Regions from separate parts of the Oryctolagus cuniculus genome. Here region 2 is linked to region 1. A link is a contact called in public Micro-C data. All regions are on one chromosome and are shown on one strand. The core of a region is the stretch at or near the end of the contact, and the rest is flanking DNA. Distances in the headings are between cores, read along the strand shown. Region 1 overlaps GPR161 (G protein-coupled receptor 161). Region 2 has its middle 73 kb from the start of MPZL1.

Region 1 (7,190 bases), core at 1,879-4,378:
ACCTGCCGGTGGTCCTAGGTCTGCCCCCCTTGAGCCTGTGTGCTTAACCGGAATATTCTGACGTTTCTTCTGTAGGCAAGAGAATAACACCCTTGCCATGTGTTTTGAAACAGCAATGAGGAGTTCCAGGCTTCCTGTTCTTCCTAGTTTCTTAGGCACGGAGGTCTTGATGGATTGAAAACTGGAAACTTATCACCGTCCAGTGCCAGACCAGGGGGCATCATTGAGTGCCAAGTCCAGTCTGAGCCCTTGCTGCCTTCCCTGCCCTCTGTCCCCACCCCACCACCCTGAGCTCTGCCCAGCTCTAGAACTTGTAGGCGTTCCCTGATTCTGCCTTCATTTTCACACTGTGCTAAATCTTTACCTGCATTTTAACCATGGTGATAGGAATTAGGACTGTAAGAAGACTCACTCCAAAGACAAGGTGCCTTTTAATGGCACTCTGCTTCCCTTCCACCCCAGGGCTGGCAGGGATGACACTCCTGTGTCGTGTGAGTCACGACACCTAACCCATGGGATGATGTGGCCCCATTTGTTTTTGGTGGGATGATGGCCGAGGAGTCTCTCGGACAAGCACTTCAGGGCAGTTAGCTGCACCTGCCAGTGGGCTTGAGGAGGTGGAGACAGGGATCGGGTATGTTGAGAGAGGGGCGAAGGAAGAGGGGAGGAGGCAGGTGGGAGGATTTCGTGTTGCTGGTTATCTGTGCACACTGTGCCCTGTGCTGCAGGAACGGATGTGATGCTGCTTGAAGACTACCCATCTGATGATAATCCCCCCTCCCACTGCACTTGCCCGCCCAAGAGGAGGAGCTCAGTGACGTTTGAGGATGAAGTGGAACAAATCAAAGGTGGGTCTCAGAGACTGCTCGCTTCAAGAAAACACAGGGGACAAAGAAAATATCTCAGGTCAGCCCTAGCCCCATCCCAGAACATACCAGGGTTCCGTCACCTTTGCCCTCTGACCTCTGCCAACCCTGCTGGTCTCCCTTGAGTCCTTAGACACTTAACTCTAGGACAGCTGTCGAATACACATAGACATGTAGGCACAGACACATACGCATGGCACAGCCCAGATCTCTGAATCGGTGGCCCTATGAGCACCGCTGCTTCCTGGGAGCAGTTGCTGCCGCCTTGTCTATTGCTGGGAAGGTGCTGAGGACACGTGGGTCCTCCAAGGAAAGTGAGTTCCGCCAAGCTCAACTCCCAGCCCCCTTCTTGCCCCTTGGGTTTGGGGTGGTTTTCCCATCTGGACCTGTCGATTAAAAGGGTGACAGAGTCATTGTCCAGGCTGCCCAAGGATGTCAGCTCTCCCCCCGAGTCTCACCCAGTGGAGACAGCCGTCAACACGAGCAGGCCGTGGATGTGGTGGAGGAGGCCAGGGGTCTGGGGATGCAAGTTGTTGAAGACAGTAAGCATGGCCCGTCAGTGCGAGGCTCATACCGAATCATGTCATTTTTACGACCCTCACCCAGGAGTTCAGAAAGATCAGCGAGGTAGTCACGGAGGACAAAGGTTGCTACCAAATCATCTGCTTCGCCGAAAGCGGGTTCAAGGATGGCGCTTGGACCAGCAGCCCCATGGGCTTTATGCTACTTTTTCCCGGAAAAAGTGGACGTGCGTCTCCTCCCTGCCCCCGACGTGGGCCTGCGCTCGCCCCATCATGCCTGCCTCATGGGCTGGTGGCTCTGAAAGCACCCTCAGGCAGTGAGGAAGCAAAGCACCAGTGGGTGACATCGCCCCGCCCCCAAGACTGAGTGGCAGGCCGGAGACCAGGGTGTCCCTGGAGAACAGGGTGCAAATTGTTACTCTGCAGAAAATGTCAGGGCGGGATGAATTCTTCTCCAGAAATGTCCAGAGAACAGAGACAGGTTACTAATGTTAGGACAGGAGGTGTGAGGTAGAAGAGCCACGCCCTTCTCTTTCCTGTTCGCTTGAGCTGTCAGGGGCACAGATCCTGGGTAGGAACCGTTCGTGTCCCTGCCCCACCCTGAGGTTCCCCATGACTTGGGGCAAAGCCCTGGGCCAGCTGTAACCACTTGGAATCAACATTCATAGAGAGTGTTTATCAAGCCTTGTCTGTGGGCCAGGCCAAGGCTAAGCAACTTAGAATGAACCATCTCGGTAGCCCCATGAAATAAGAGGTATCTGCCAGAGGCAGAGACTAACGCTAGGTCAGAGTCTCAGATTTCGCAGGTGGGAAGTTGGGGAGTCCAGAATTTTCATGTCGGGAACCTGACTTCAAAGCCGTGCCCTGGCCCTCTGCTTGCCTCCCGTCTCTGGGCACTGCAGCCGCAGCAGGCACAGTCCCAGGCAAGTCGCTGTTCCTGGCTCCTCAGCTAACCCTTCTCCTGCTCTCTTCCCCAGAGGCTGCCAAGAACTCGATTCTTCATGTGAAAGCCGAAGTACACAAGTCCTTGGACAGTTACGCAGCCAGTTTGGCCAAAGCCATCGAGGCGGAAGCCAAACTCAACTTATTTGGGGAAGAGGCCTTGCCAGGGGTCTTGTTCGCGGCACGGACTGTCCCAGGGGCTGGCTCAGGGGGCCGCCGAGGCAGCAGAACGCTTGCGAGTCACAGGCTGCAGCTGCGGAGCATCGAAGAAGGGAACATCTTAGCGGCAGAACAGAAGTGAGGGCCTCGGGGCGGGCCGGGGCTGCAGTCGGAGATGCTGCCTGTGCCGGGCCCTGCCAGCTCCTCACTGCGTCCAGTGAGCCAATGCAGAGAAGCAACAACGTCTGGGACGCAGCCACCGGGAGAACTGGATATAGTCTCCAGCCTGGGGCTCCAGTGTCTGCCGTGGGACCACACGGGGGCGTCTCTGAGGCTTCTACTGTGCGTCGAAGAGCAGAGGGAGGTGTGGCTGTTGCCTGTTGTTGGGAGGTGGGGCCAGAGAGGTTGGGGGCGGCTGGGGGAAGCCAGAGAGGCCGAGCTTGGAGGGAAGCCATCCCATGAGTCATTGCCTCCTCTTCACAACCTGTGGAGGGCAGCACGGTGCTTCTTAACATCGTCAAGTTCACGTCCAGGGCTGCAGCATGTTGAAACAGGCAGTGTGGGGGCAATCGGTTCTAGGCGGAATGGTGGGGCAGCGAGCACCTGGGAGCCTCCACACCCTGTCCTCGTTAGGACCCGGCTGTCCGTGGCCCTGCCTGCTGGTGCTGAAGGGAGGGCCCGTGCTGCCCCCATCCCTGCTGGCAGACATTTGGAAAGAGGGGAGAAACCACTACAAAAGACAGGAGGAAGGGGCAGGCACCAGGTGTTTCATTTCCAGGGCTTCGAAAGCCCTCTGGTTAGGGCACAGCACAGCATTCCTGAGACCGGATGGGACTGTGGTGGCGAGCACTGGCTGATAGTGTCTATTGGAGAGAATGCCGTCACATAGGGAAGCCTCACTGAACACTCTCTACGCGATGTTCCAGTGCCAGCACGCCGCCAAGAGCAAGTTAGGTTATGGCGACTCTGGGTCAGCGTGAGGTAGGAGAGAGACTGGACAGAGTGCAACCTGGGTTCCTGGCTCAGCCCTAGCTGTGTGCACACGTCCTCTGGAACATCCGGTCACCCCCTCTCTGTAAAATGGGAGAGGGAGTTGGATTGAATGGTCTCCAAGACCACCTCCTGCTCTGATCCTTGGTGTCCTCTTGACTACAGAGGTAGGAAAAACAGTAACAACAAAGTGGACCACAAATCTGCATTTGCATTCTTCTGCGTGTAGCTCCCAGTGGGTGTGAAGTGCCCTCGCGGACTTGGCTGCTGGGGCGCAGTGGCCCACGCCGAGACGCTGTGTGGAGGAAGAGGGGCTTTATGCCTCCTCTCCCTCAAGATGAAGCAGCAGCAGAAGTCTGGGCGTGGAACGATTGCTGCGGTGACTGAGGAAGCCACCGTCACCCCCTCCACTGCCCTTCCGGCGGCTGAGGAGCTGAGCCCAGGACCCTCCGTGCCTTGGTCAGCAGTGGTGGATTCCAAGGCCGCCTTGCTGTGCCGGCTCCTAGGCAGCTATTCCACAAAGGAATGACATCTGCGGGGTTTTCCTTGGGGTCTTGGTTGCTCCTGATGAGACACGGTCCTTTTGCTATGTGGCAGAAGGCAGTGATTGGCTGGTCCCGAGGCCTGGGACTTGGTTCCTTCGTGGTGACTGAATCCCACATGGCTCTTCTGGGTCTGCGTGCGTGCTGATGCCACGGGGCAGACTGCCCTCACTACTGGGTGGCATTTCTTCCTTCGATTGAGGGTGATTGAGGTTTTCCCTCTCTGTTCTGTGTAATTTCTTTCCCAGCACTTGTCTTTTTTTTTTTCCTCTATATTTATTTGAAAGACAGAGTTACAGAGAGAGGTAGAGACAGAGAGAGAGGTCTTCCATCCACTGGTTCTCTCTCCAGATGGCTACAACAGCTGGAGCTGTGCCAATAAGGAGCCAGGAGCCTCTTCCAGGTCTCCCATGTGGGTGCAGGGGCCCAAGGACTTGGGCCATCTTCTGCTGCTTTCCCAGGCCACAGCAGAGAGCTGGATCGGAAGAGGAGCAGCCGGGACTAGAACTGGCACCCATATGGTTAAAGCCAGGGCTTTAACCTGTACCACCGTGCCGGCCCCTTGTCTGGTTTTCAAAGGGACCATGTTCCCCATCAGCAGTAAGCACAGACATAGGACAGGGCCATGAGGCCTTTACCTCCAGGCTGGGTCACCAGGTAGGCCCTCTCCAGCACTGCAAATTGGCTTGTAACCCAAGGGCTGGGGAAGGCGCCCCTGACTGCCCGCAGCTGGGCTCCAGGGAAGAACCCTGGGACCACCCAGGTCCCCACTGGCTGACCGCAGCCCAGCTGGGATGTGATGGGAGTTAATCTGAATTGGTCTAGAAGGACTGCACTTCACAAAGGGACTCAGTTCCCCCTTGTTTTTAAGCCGAGGTGTGTTTGACACTACACAAACACCGTGTAAAAGGACCCTCCCAGGCTCTGCGGGCAATAATGCTGGTGTGTCTTTCCTGTGCTCCGTTAGGGAGAAAGACCTGGGCAGGTTCTAATAAAACCTCCCAGGCAGTGATGAGAGAACTGTGGCACCAGCATGGGGGTGGTATTTCCAACCAGAAGTTAGGCACAGCTCCTGTGAGGTTGGGTGACCATGGGAGCTAAGTCTCAGGGGGTGTTTGGCAGCTAGGGCCATATTTTGCATATCCAGGAATTCAAATTTGCCTTAATGCAGCTGAGAGAGGTGGAAGTGGGAGTGGGGAAAGAGAATCTCCCTTCCATACGTTCCGAGGACCCGAGAGGCATTTCTGAGGAGCGCCCCCACCCGCTCCCACTAAACCCAGGCTCGTTAGCTGTGAATTGCTGTACAGTGGCGGGCTTAAAGCCACCCAGAGGGGACCTTGTGGACACTGGCAGGCGGGACTTCTGGCCACTTGTTTGCTTAAATCCCTCAGTCCTGGGTCTTCCAGTTGTGGGAAGACCACTCTTAGGGCTGCTGGCCATCTCTGCTTTCCTCACTGAGCTTCCCAGCTGCCAAGGTGCCTGTGTTATGCTCCAGAATGGAGGTTGCTGTGACCCAGAAGGCACTGGGAGTCCCACATGACGACGTAGCACACTGCTGCACCTCAGCTCTTCCCCGGGCAGGACACAAGACTGGAGTTCAGGACCTTAGACTCTAGGTGGCAGCAGTGTGGCTGTGCAGAGCCTCAGCCAAGCTGTTCTTGGCAGACAGGAAGCACCACCCCTGAGCCTGCTTCCCTGAGTGACCCCAGTCAGGGTCACAGGTGCTGCCCCCACTCAGCTGTGTGGTCTTCCACAAATCGCTGCTCCTGGAGGAGCGGGTTAAGGTCTGTAAGACAAGGGCCACCTAGCACCAGTGTTCCTGGGTTCTCTCGAGGGAGGAGCTGCTGAGTCTGCAAAGAGCTGAGCAACCAGGGGGACGACCTCAGTATGTGCAGTCGGGACAGGGGAAGGATGCACAGCGCTCTGATACAGTGAGAGCTTGCTAAGTCTGTTTAGAGTTAACTCTGAGCGTCCCATCCCGAAATGCCTGAGAGAGACACACGCAGACATGGATGCATCACAGGATGCTCCGGAAATGTGTTCAGCCTGGAGCGCCTTCTGTCTCCTGTCTGGTGGGTGACGCGAAGTGGCCATGCAGAGAAGGCAGGAAGCACGTACTGACCGGTTACATCTAATGGTGACGGACACTCCATTAGGCAGTTCCCAAACTTCCTTTCACTTCAGCACAACCGTGACATGGAGAAGAGTGCAAACGTGGGTGTGGTGAGGTCCCAAGTTCTGATCCCGGGCTGCCACTTACTGGCTGCGTGTTCGGGGCAAGTGAGTGTGTGTGCCTCTCAATTCCATTATCTGTAACGTGCAGTTCTGTAGTCATTTCCTATGTAGAGAGACAGGATTCAGTGGCCTCCCTCACAGGGCGACTGTGTGGATTCCAGGAAGACATCTTGGGAAGCGTCGGACACGGAACACAGTATCTGGGGTGCGGTGGAAGTGGAGCCGCTGGCCTTGTCTTTAACTGTGAGGGGGGTTACTCTTGTTTTACAGGAATCTCTGTTACCAAGTGGGAACCTTGAGACGATAACCACTTAGGTGGGAGGTGTTGAAGGTGCTGCACAGGAATTGTGAGTTCTGTACACCCAGGACTCTTGAGAAGGGACGGGGTGAGAAAGCAGAAGGCAACAGAGTCGGGTGGGAAGGCAATAAATAGCATTGGTGCTCATAAAGTCTAAGGGAGCACAAGTGAGCTTCTCTGTTAAAAATTATGTACCCTCTGTGCTACTGGCCTGTTCGCACAAAGATGAAATAATTCTTTGAGGATGATTCGCCCCTGGGGACAGGTGGAGTCTCACATCACCACATAAATTCAGCCCAGAGGGGACCCTCTCCCAGGAAAGTGCCCCAGGTGCTGCGGTGAGAGGGACTGCCTGGCTGACTCGGGTTCACAGAATCCCTAGTCTTCTGAGGGTAGAGGCAGGGCAGGGGGAGCACACCACACACAAAGTATGCAGGCCCTGAGACGGGGGGGAGATCCCAGTCTCCAAAGGAAACCGGCTGCGCTCAGCCAGCAGTGTCACTGCGGGGAGGGGCAGAGCCATACTGTGCTTGTGGGTTGGGCAAAAGGGACACAGAAGTTAGGGAGGCCTAGGAGGAAAGTCCAAGGCTTCAAAGTGAGTAAGTAAAGCCAGAATCGTGGCTGAATTCCAGGACCT
Region 2 (7,190 bases), core at 2,160-4,659, 270 kb after region 1:
CCCACCCGCTCCTTCCAACCCCACCTCCTCAAGGCCCCTTACTCATGTCCAGTTGCCTGTCTCTGTTGATGGTACGCATTAACTACTAGTCTTTTCAAGCCTCTGGCTGTATTCTGCCAGTGCGCAAGACATCTTCCTCAGTATTTCTCACATCCTCCTGTCATCTTGATCCCACTGTTGCTGAAATGAGTTCCTCCAGCCTTGAACTCTGCAATGGCCGCTTCGTTAATCGGTCTCCTGATTGCAAATTTCCATCTGGTTTCAGATTCTCACCGATTGGCAGGGCAAAGCTTGCTGAATGCAGGTCCCCAGTTGTCTCTCCTCTGCTTCCATCTGATTTGCCTTCAGGACAACACCCCAGTGTCTCCTTTCTGAGGCTTAGAAGGCCTGTTTCCCCTCCAAGTCCAACCCAATGCAGCAGTCATGCTGGCCTCACTGTCTCCCACCCTGGACCCTTGGGACTGATCCTTCCAACTGGACAGGCCTTTGCTCTCCCAGTCTTCGGGGTCTCTCCCAATCCGCTCGCAGATGCCCCAGCCCCAGAGCACCACCTCCCTGGTGGCCGCAGGCTGGGCTCACCAGTCGGTCCTTGTCATTCCCCAGCTCTCACAGGACAGCCACGGTCTAAGCTTATCGAGAGCAGCGATTCTATCTTGCTCCTTTTTGATCCCACAGAACTTGGTGTGAGGTCAAGCATTCGACAGCTTTAGCAGGCTCTGTCTTGTTCCCAGTTGCATCACAGCACTTTGTACAGCATGGGTCACGTAGGCAGCAAGTGTTGTGTGTGGGAATGAGGCTGTGTGTGCTCGCGACCAGAAAGTGGCAGCCACCATGGAGCAGCACACCTCAAAACTCCAGACCAAGCGAAGAAAGAATGTAGGGGAATTGTGTGTGTATGCACACACAAATGTAACCTGGCACAGCTAATTTTTTTAAAGATTTATTTATGGGGCCGGCACTAAGGTGTAGTGGGTGAGGCCGCCACCTGCAGTGCCGGCATCCCATATGGGCACTGGTTTGAGGCCTGGCTGCTCCACTTCCAATCCAGCTCTCTGCTATGGCCTGGGAAAGCAGTAGAAGATGGGCCCCTGGACACGCATTGGGGGCCTGGAGGAAGCTCCTGGCTCCTGGCTTCAGATCAGCACAGCTCCGGCTGTTACAGCCATCTGGGGAGTGAACCAGCAGATGGAAGACCTCTCTGTCTCTGCCTCTGCTCTCATTATGTAACTCTGACTTTCAAATAAATAAGTAAATCTTTAAAATAATAAAAAAGATTTATTTATTTGGAAGGCAGAGTGACAAAGAAAAGGGAGAGATAAAGATAGAGAGAGATCCCCTCCAAATGCCTACATCAGCATGACAGTACTACGCTGAAACCAAGAACCTGGAATTCCATCCAGGTCATCCATGCGGGTGGCAGGGACCCAAGCACTTGGGCCACCCTCTGCTTCCTCCCGGGAGCATCATCAGGAAGCTGGATCAGCTGTGGCAGCCTTCCTGCTGCACTGTTGCTCCCCCTCTCGTGGAGGAACGACACTGGACTCTGCGCTGTTCTTTTTTGCCCGGCCCTTCCCGGGTTAGCTGCCGTTCCCTCATTCGTGGAGGAACGATGCCGTCCTGGGTTAGCTGCCAGCCCCCCGCCTCCGCGGAGGGGTGGCACCCCTGCCACTTTCCCCGCTTCCGCGGAGGAGCGGCACACCGCCGGCCGGCTCTCAGGGGTTCCTCAGATGTTCCCTCACATGTTCCTGGTGCATGTAGTCTCTCTCCTCCTTTATAGTCCTCTTCCACCAATCCATGCTCTGCTGCCCACATGCCGAGCACGCTGCTCTCCTCCAATCAGGAGCAGGATCAGCTCCTGCAGCTTATCAGTCAAATTGGCGAGGCAGCTGTGTGGAAGTTGTTTGCTCCTTCCCAGCGCCATATTGTGGGAGATCAGATGCATAGAATTAGTCCTAGTTCCAGTAATTTAGTCTAGTCTCAGTTGCTCCCCACACTGCACCACAGTGCCCATCCCCCACACAGCTGGTTAAAAGGCTGCCAACTCTTGCAGAGTATACACTAGTATACTTTGGAACTTTTGTTGCCAAACACTCACCTCCCCCAAACTAGTTGGAGGTGTTGCTAGAGAACCCCCAAACCTGGACCACTCAGCCCATGCACGGAAAGCCACTCCCTGACACTGGGGCAGTGGAAAAAAGCAGGTGTTTATTTCAAAGTGCAGAGCAAGAAGCTGGACAGCTATTGCTTAATTTCTGGAGTTAGGGGTGAAGGTTCTTACAGACTGAAATTGGTGCTTCTCTGGCTCGTGCACAAACCCCTGGTTGGTCAGTGGTGTTCATTGGGTTGGTCAGTAATGCTGTTCTCTTTAGGGAATTTCTGATGGCTAGGTGGGCTTCAGTTGGTCCAGGGGTTCCATACAAGTGGTAGGTACCTTCTGCCCGCAACCTAGCATTTCCCTAAACACAGCCCTCCGGACAATACTGGCCAGCCAGGTTTTATCTGTTGGAGAAGCAAATGACTTCTTGAGTCTGATGAGTAGAGCCTTGTAGGGCCCACTGTCCAACTCCGTAAATGCAGTGAACTCCTTTTGATAGAGGCAAGAACACCCTGGGCTAAGGGAGACAGACAAGAGACTGGGCCCTGCCCTGCCATGAGAGGGATTCGCTCTCACTTTCTGTGCTGAAGGGAATGGTTTGTATCTACACAGATCAGTATGGTAGCCATCGACGTGCAGCTACGGAATACCTGAGACACGGTTTGTGTGACTGTGGCTCTGAATTTTAAATCCAGTTTGATTCTAATTAATTTAAACAGCCACATGCGGCCAGCGGTACCATCTGGGACAGTGGAGGTCTGTAGGATCTGCATTAACCTAAAAAAAAAAAAAAAAATGCCAACACAAAACCCCCGAGGGTTGACACTTCTACAGGAGACAATGGTATCAGTTTGCATTGGAAGGAAATTATCAATGTATAGAAGAAAAGTCTCAGGTTAGATAGGCTAAACCTCTTATCCATATGTCGTTATCCAACTGGTGCAATCGATCCCAGGGTGCAGAGGTAGCGCTTAATAACGGATTAGATATCTGGCTAAGCTACTGACTGCTCTCTATCCTCCCTCCTGCCTCCCTCACGGGAAGGGGTTGCATTTTGCAATGAGTTCCTCGCACATCTGCTGGGAGAGAGGAAGAGGCAGGGAGGGGAGCTGCGGACGAGTCACCATCTAAAGGCTCAAAACGAATTTAAATCGACAAACCAGGAACCAGAATCTGCAACTTCTCTCTGCTGGTACATTTTGAGAGGATGTGGAAGGAAGCCAGTGGTTTTGGCCAAGTACTGGCTCTTATTTCATTTCTCTCCCTTGGGCTTCTTTGTCTCTTGCTCAAGCTCAATTAGTCCACATTTAGTGATTAGCTCAACCTGCTCGGCAAGAGCCTGGGGTGTCCTGGCGCCCGGGGCTCTGTGTCACAGGGACCCACGGTAGCAGCGCCCACTGTGCATTCCCTTTGCTAGTGGCAGACGGGGCAGTGTTTAAGCCCATGAGCTCGGGTCAGCTTCCCTGGCTGAAGGACCCTGAGCTTGCAGGGCGCCAGTGGCTGCGTATTCCACACACGCTTTGCAATCTGGGAACCAAGATCCTGGCACAAGAGTTTTTCAGAAGATGTTCCCTGTAGCAGATCAGTGTCCCACAGCCATGGCCCACAGGTACAAGACCCGGCCTTTTTCTCAGGAACACCAAGAGCCCCCCAGGCACTTCTGCAGGGGTCATGCAGCAGCCTCAAGGGACGTGTGACCCAGAGGCAGAGGGTTCTCCCGCCGGCCTTATAGACAAACACCTGGGGGCCTGGCTGGGCCAGCAAGAGTGAAGGTGAGGCCTCAGAGGACTTGGCACGAAATCAATGTAAAATGTTTGCTTCTGGGGCCGGCGCTGTGGCAAAGTAGGTTAATTTCTGCCTGTGTCGCCAGCATCCCATATGGGTGCCGGTTCTAGTCCCGGCTGCTCCTCTTCCCATCCAGCTCTCTGCTATGGCCTGGGACAGCAGTAGAAGATGGCCCAAGTCCTTGGGCTCCTGCACCCTGGTGGGAGACCCAGAAGAAGTGCCTGGCTCCTGGCTTCAGATCGGCCCTGCTCTGGCATTGGGGCTATTTGGGGAGTGAACCAGCAGATGTATCCTATCTCTCTCTCTCTCTCTCTCTCTGTAACTCTACCTCTGAAATTAAAAAAAAATAATTGTTAAAAAAGTATGCTTGTGTTGTTTAGTTACAAGAAAGTTTGTAATAATAATAATAATAATAAAAGATCATTTAAAGGTAGAGAAACAAAAATGTGGTCTGGATTCAAAATTCAGTGCCGGGCCGGTGCCAGCATCCCACGGGGGCGCCGAGTTCTAGTCCTGGTTGCTTCTCTTCCAGTCCAGCTCTCTGCTGTGGCCGGGAGTGCAGTGGAGGATGGCCCAGGTCCTTGGGCCCTGCACCCGCATGGGAGACCAGGAGAAGCACCTGGCTCCTGGCTTTGGATCAGCACAGTGCGCCAGCCCTAGAGACCATTTTGGGGTCAACCAACAGAGCGAAGACCTTTCTCTCTGTCTCTCTCACTGTCTATAACTCTACCTGTCAAATAAAAAAAATTATTAAAAAAAAAAAAAAACACAACTAAATTCAGTCCCCTTGGAGTCCTTCTCAGAGGAGAAACCTCAGACCCCAAGCAAGCTGCACTTTTGCCTCCGTTCAGCTGCGGATCGCCGAGAGGACTCCCCGCCCCGCCACCCAGCAACAGACCGCCAGGCTCCCTCCTCCCACAGGCAGGCCAGTGACTTCAAAGGCAAAGGCCAGCCCTTCCTCACATCCTGCCGCCCTCCAGGCCAGCTCCACCAGGCCCCAGAGCCCAGCGACGGCTGGACACGCGGATCCAAAAGCTGGCGCCAGGGACAATGGCCTCACCTCCTGTTTGCAGGAGGAAACGGAGCTGGCCTCCCTCCGCAGCTGGGCAGCTCGCGGGACGCCTGTGAGGTTGAAAGACCCCGGTTCCTTCCTTGCAAACACAGCCAGGCCTCCCGCAGACCCTAGGACCAACCCCCCCACCCCAGCCTTGCACACCCAGCTGTGTTCTTAACAAATCAACCCTCAGACTTCAGAGCAGCGGCTCTGCTGCCTGGCTCTTGGCTCTCGATGGCTTCAGGAAGGATGTGAGGGGGGAGGGGACCGCCACTATTAATTAGACCCTGTAATTAGATCCTGTTTCCAAGGGCTGAGAGGATGTGTGTGACCCCATCCTGGGCTGCTTTGCTGAGGCTGCAAATTACTCACACTGGGCTTTGTGGGTTTTTATTTTTAAAGAAACAATTTTATTTTGCAATTTTATTTAATCAAATGATCAATCTGCTGAATTTTTTTTTCCAAATATTTATTTATTTGAGAGAGAGCGAACAACACGTTCCTTCCTATCAGCTAGCCCACTCCCCAAACAACTGCAATGGCCAGGGCTGGGCCTCCATCCAGGTCACCCACATGGGTGGCAGGGCCCCGAGTACTTGGGCCATCACAGCTGCCTCCCAGGCTGTTGTTCATCAGCAGGAAGCTGGAGTCAGGAGTGGAGCCAGAACTCAAACCGGGCACTCACATATGGGATGTGGGCCTCCCAAGCCAAACACTAACCCTCCACCCCACCACCCACCCCTCCCCCACCTTTTATTAACTTTATAGGACAATTACAGCATTACTTGTAACAGACAATAATAATGTTGGAAACTTCTAAATGTGCAGAAGTTGGCAAGCGTTTCAGTATTATGGCGTGCCTATAAGAGAGCCCTGTGTTAATAACAGATGGCTTCACTCTTTATATACCTACATGGAAATTCCCTGACACAATGCTGAGGGCCAGACACTGCCCAGCACCATGATTCCATCCTGGATTTTAACTTTTCAAAAGGTTATTTTATTTGAAAGGTAGAGAGCTCTTCCACCCACTGGCCCACTCCCCCAAATGCCTGCAGCAGCTAGCGCTGGCCCAGGGACCAACAACTCAACCCAGGTCTCCCACGTGGATGGCAGAAACTCCCTCCCAGGGTGTGCATTAGCAGAAAGCTAGAATCAGAAGCATGGCCAGGACTCGAACCCAGGTTCTCTGATGCGGGCTGCGGGTGTCCCACGTCTGGTTTAACGGCTGCATCCAAAGCTTGCCCCTATTTTTGGTTTAAAACAGGCACAGGGTCTTTCCTAGAAGCATATTTGGATTCTGACTTGAAGAAATCATTTGCAGAATGCCGTGTTTGTGACGGGGAAATTTGAATGCAAACTGAGTTAACAGACAAAACCAAGGACGCACAACTGGGGCAGGCGTCTGGTGCAGTAGGTTAATCCTCTGCCTGTGATGCCAGCAACCCATATGGACGCCGCTTCTAGTCTCAGCTGCTCCTCTCCCGATCCAGCTCTCTGCTGTGGCCTGGGAAAGCAGTGGAGGATGGCCCAAGGCCTTGGATCCCTGCATCTGCAAGAGAGACCCGGAAGAAGCTCCTGGCTCCTGGCCTCGGATCGGCTCAGCTCCGCTCCAGCTGTCTATAACTCCGCTCCTCACTGCCTATAACTCCACCTCTCAAATAAATAAATCTTTTTAAAAAATAAAAAGATGCACAATGAAGAACAATAGGGGAGAGCCGATGTGATTTGGGGATTTGTCTTAAAATAATTTAGAATAGAAGAAAAAAAGGGTTGGACCACAATAGTCACTGAAGTGACTACTGATTTTAAAATCAGTAGTTGGAAATTTTTCATAATAAAAATATCTAGGGGATGGGTGGTGTGAAGGCTTCCTCTGCAGGTGGGCCCCGTAGTGGGAGGAGTCAGCACTTGGCTCCAGACCCAATCTCGCAGTGGGGCCAGAAGAGAACCTAAGCAGTAAGACAGAGTATCTGAAGTTTCCGCAGAAACAGCGAGGATGAGTGGACAACTGGCAGAGCAGTTCCGACGCTGCAGCCCACATCCGAGTGCCTGGGTTCCGGGTCCTAGCTCTGCTCCTGATTCCAGCTTCCTGCTGTGTGCCCTGGAGGCAGCCGGTGACAGCTCAAGTAGTTGGATTCCTGCCACCCATACGGAAGACCTAGACTGAGTTTTTGGGCTCCTGGCTTCAGTCTGACCAGGAGCCCAGGATGTTGTGGGCATTTGAGGGGGAGTGAACCAGTGAACAGATCTGTC

What was found. Hi-C and Micro-C count contacts between places; a contact is called where the count stands out from the background.
Region 2: a Micro-C map of ear pinna shows a contact between it and region 1, with 6 times the contacts expected there. The contact joins two enhancer-like sites. A contact is called at or near these places in 2 of 6 Hi-C or Micro-C datasets (ear pinna and an unstated tissue).

The regions. Positions count from the first base shown.
Region 1 is chr7:30,666,088-30,673,277 of mOryCun1.1, forward strand. GPR161 (G protein-coupled receptor 161) reads left to right here. Exons shown (of 6, transcript XM_051857154.2): 5 at 729-848; 6 at 2,365-7,190. The coding sequence ends at 2,630. DCAF6 (DDB1 and CUL4 associated factor 6) reads right to left here. Exons shown (of 22, transcript XM_070077388.1): 22 at 4,277-7,190. Among named protein-coding and RNA genes, the nearest start is that of GPR161, 51 kb to the left of the region's middle. Within about 2 kb of position 3,129, at least 2 of the 8 cell types and tissues checked have an H3K27ac peak or open chromatin away from gene starts, as enhancers often do. A contact at or near this core is called in ear pinna, where this site is marked.
Region 2 is chr7:30,935,007-30,942,196 of mOryCun1.1, forward strand. No RefSeq gene overlaps it. Among named protein-coding and RNA genes, the nearest start is that of MPZL1, 73 kb to the right of the region's middle. Within about 2 kb of position 3,410, at least 2 of the 8 cell types and tissues checked have an H3K27ac peak or open chromatin away from gene starts, as enhancers often do. A contact at or near this core is called in ear pinna, where this site is marked.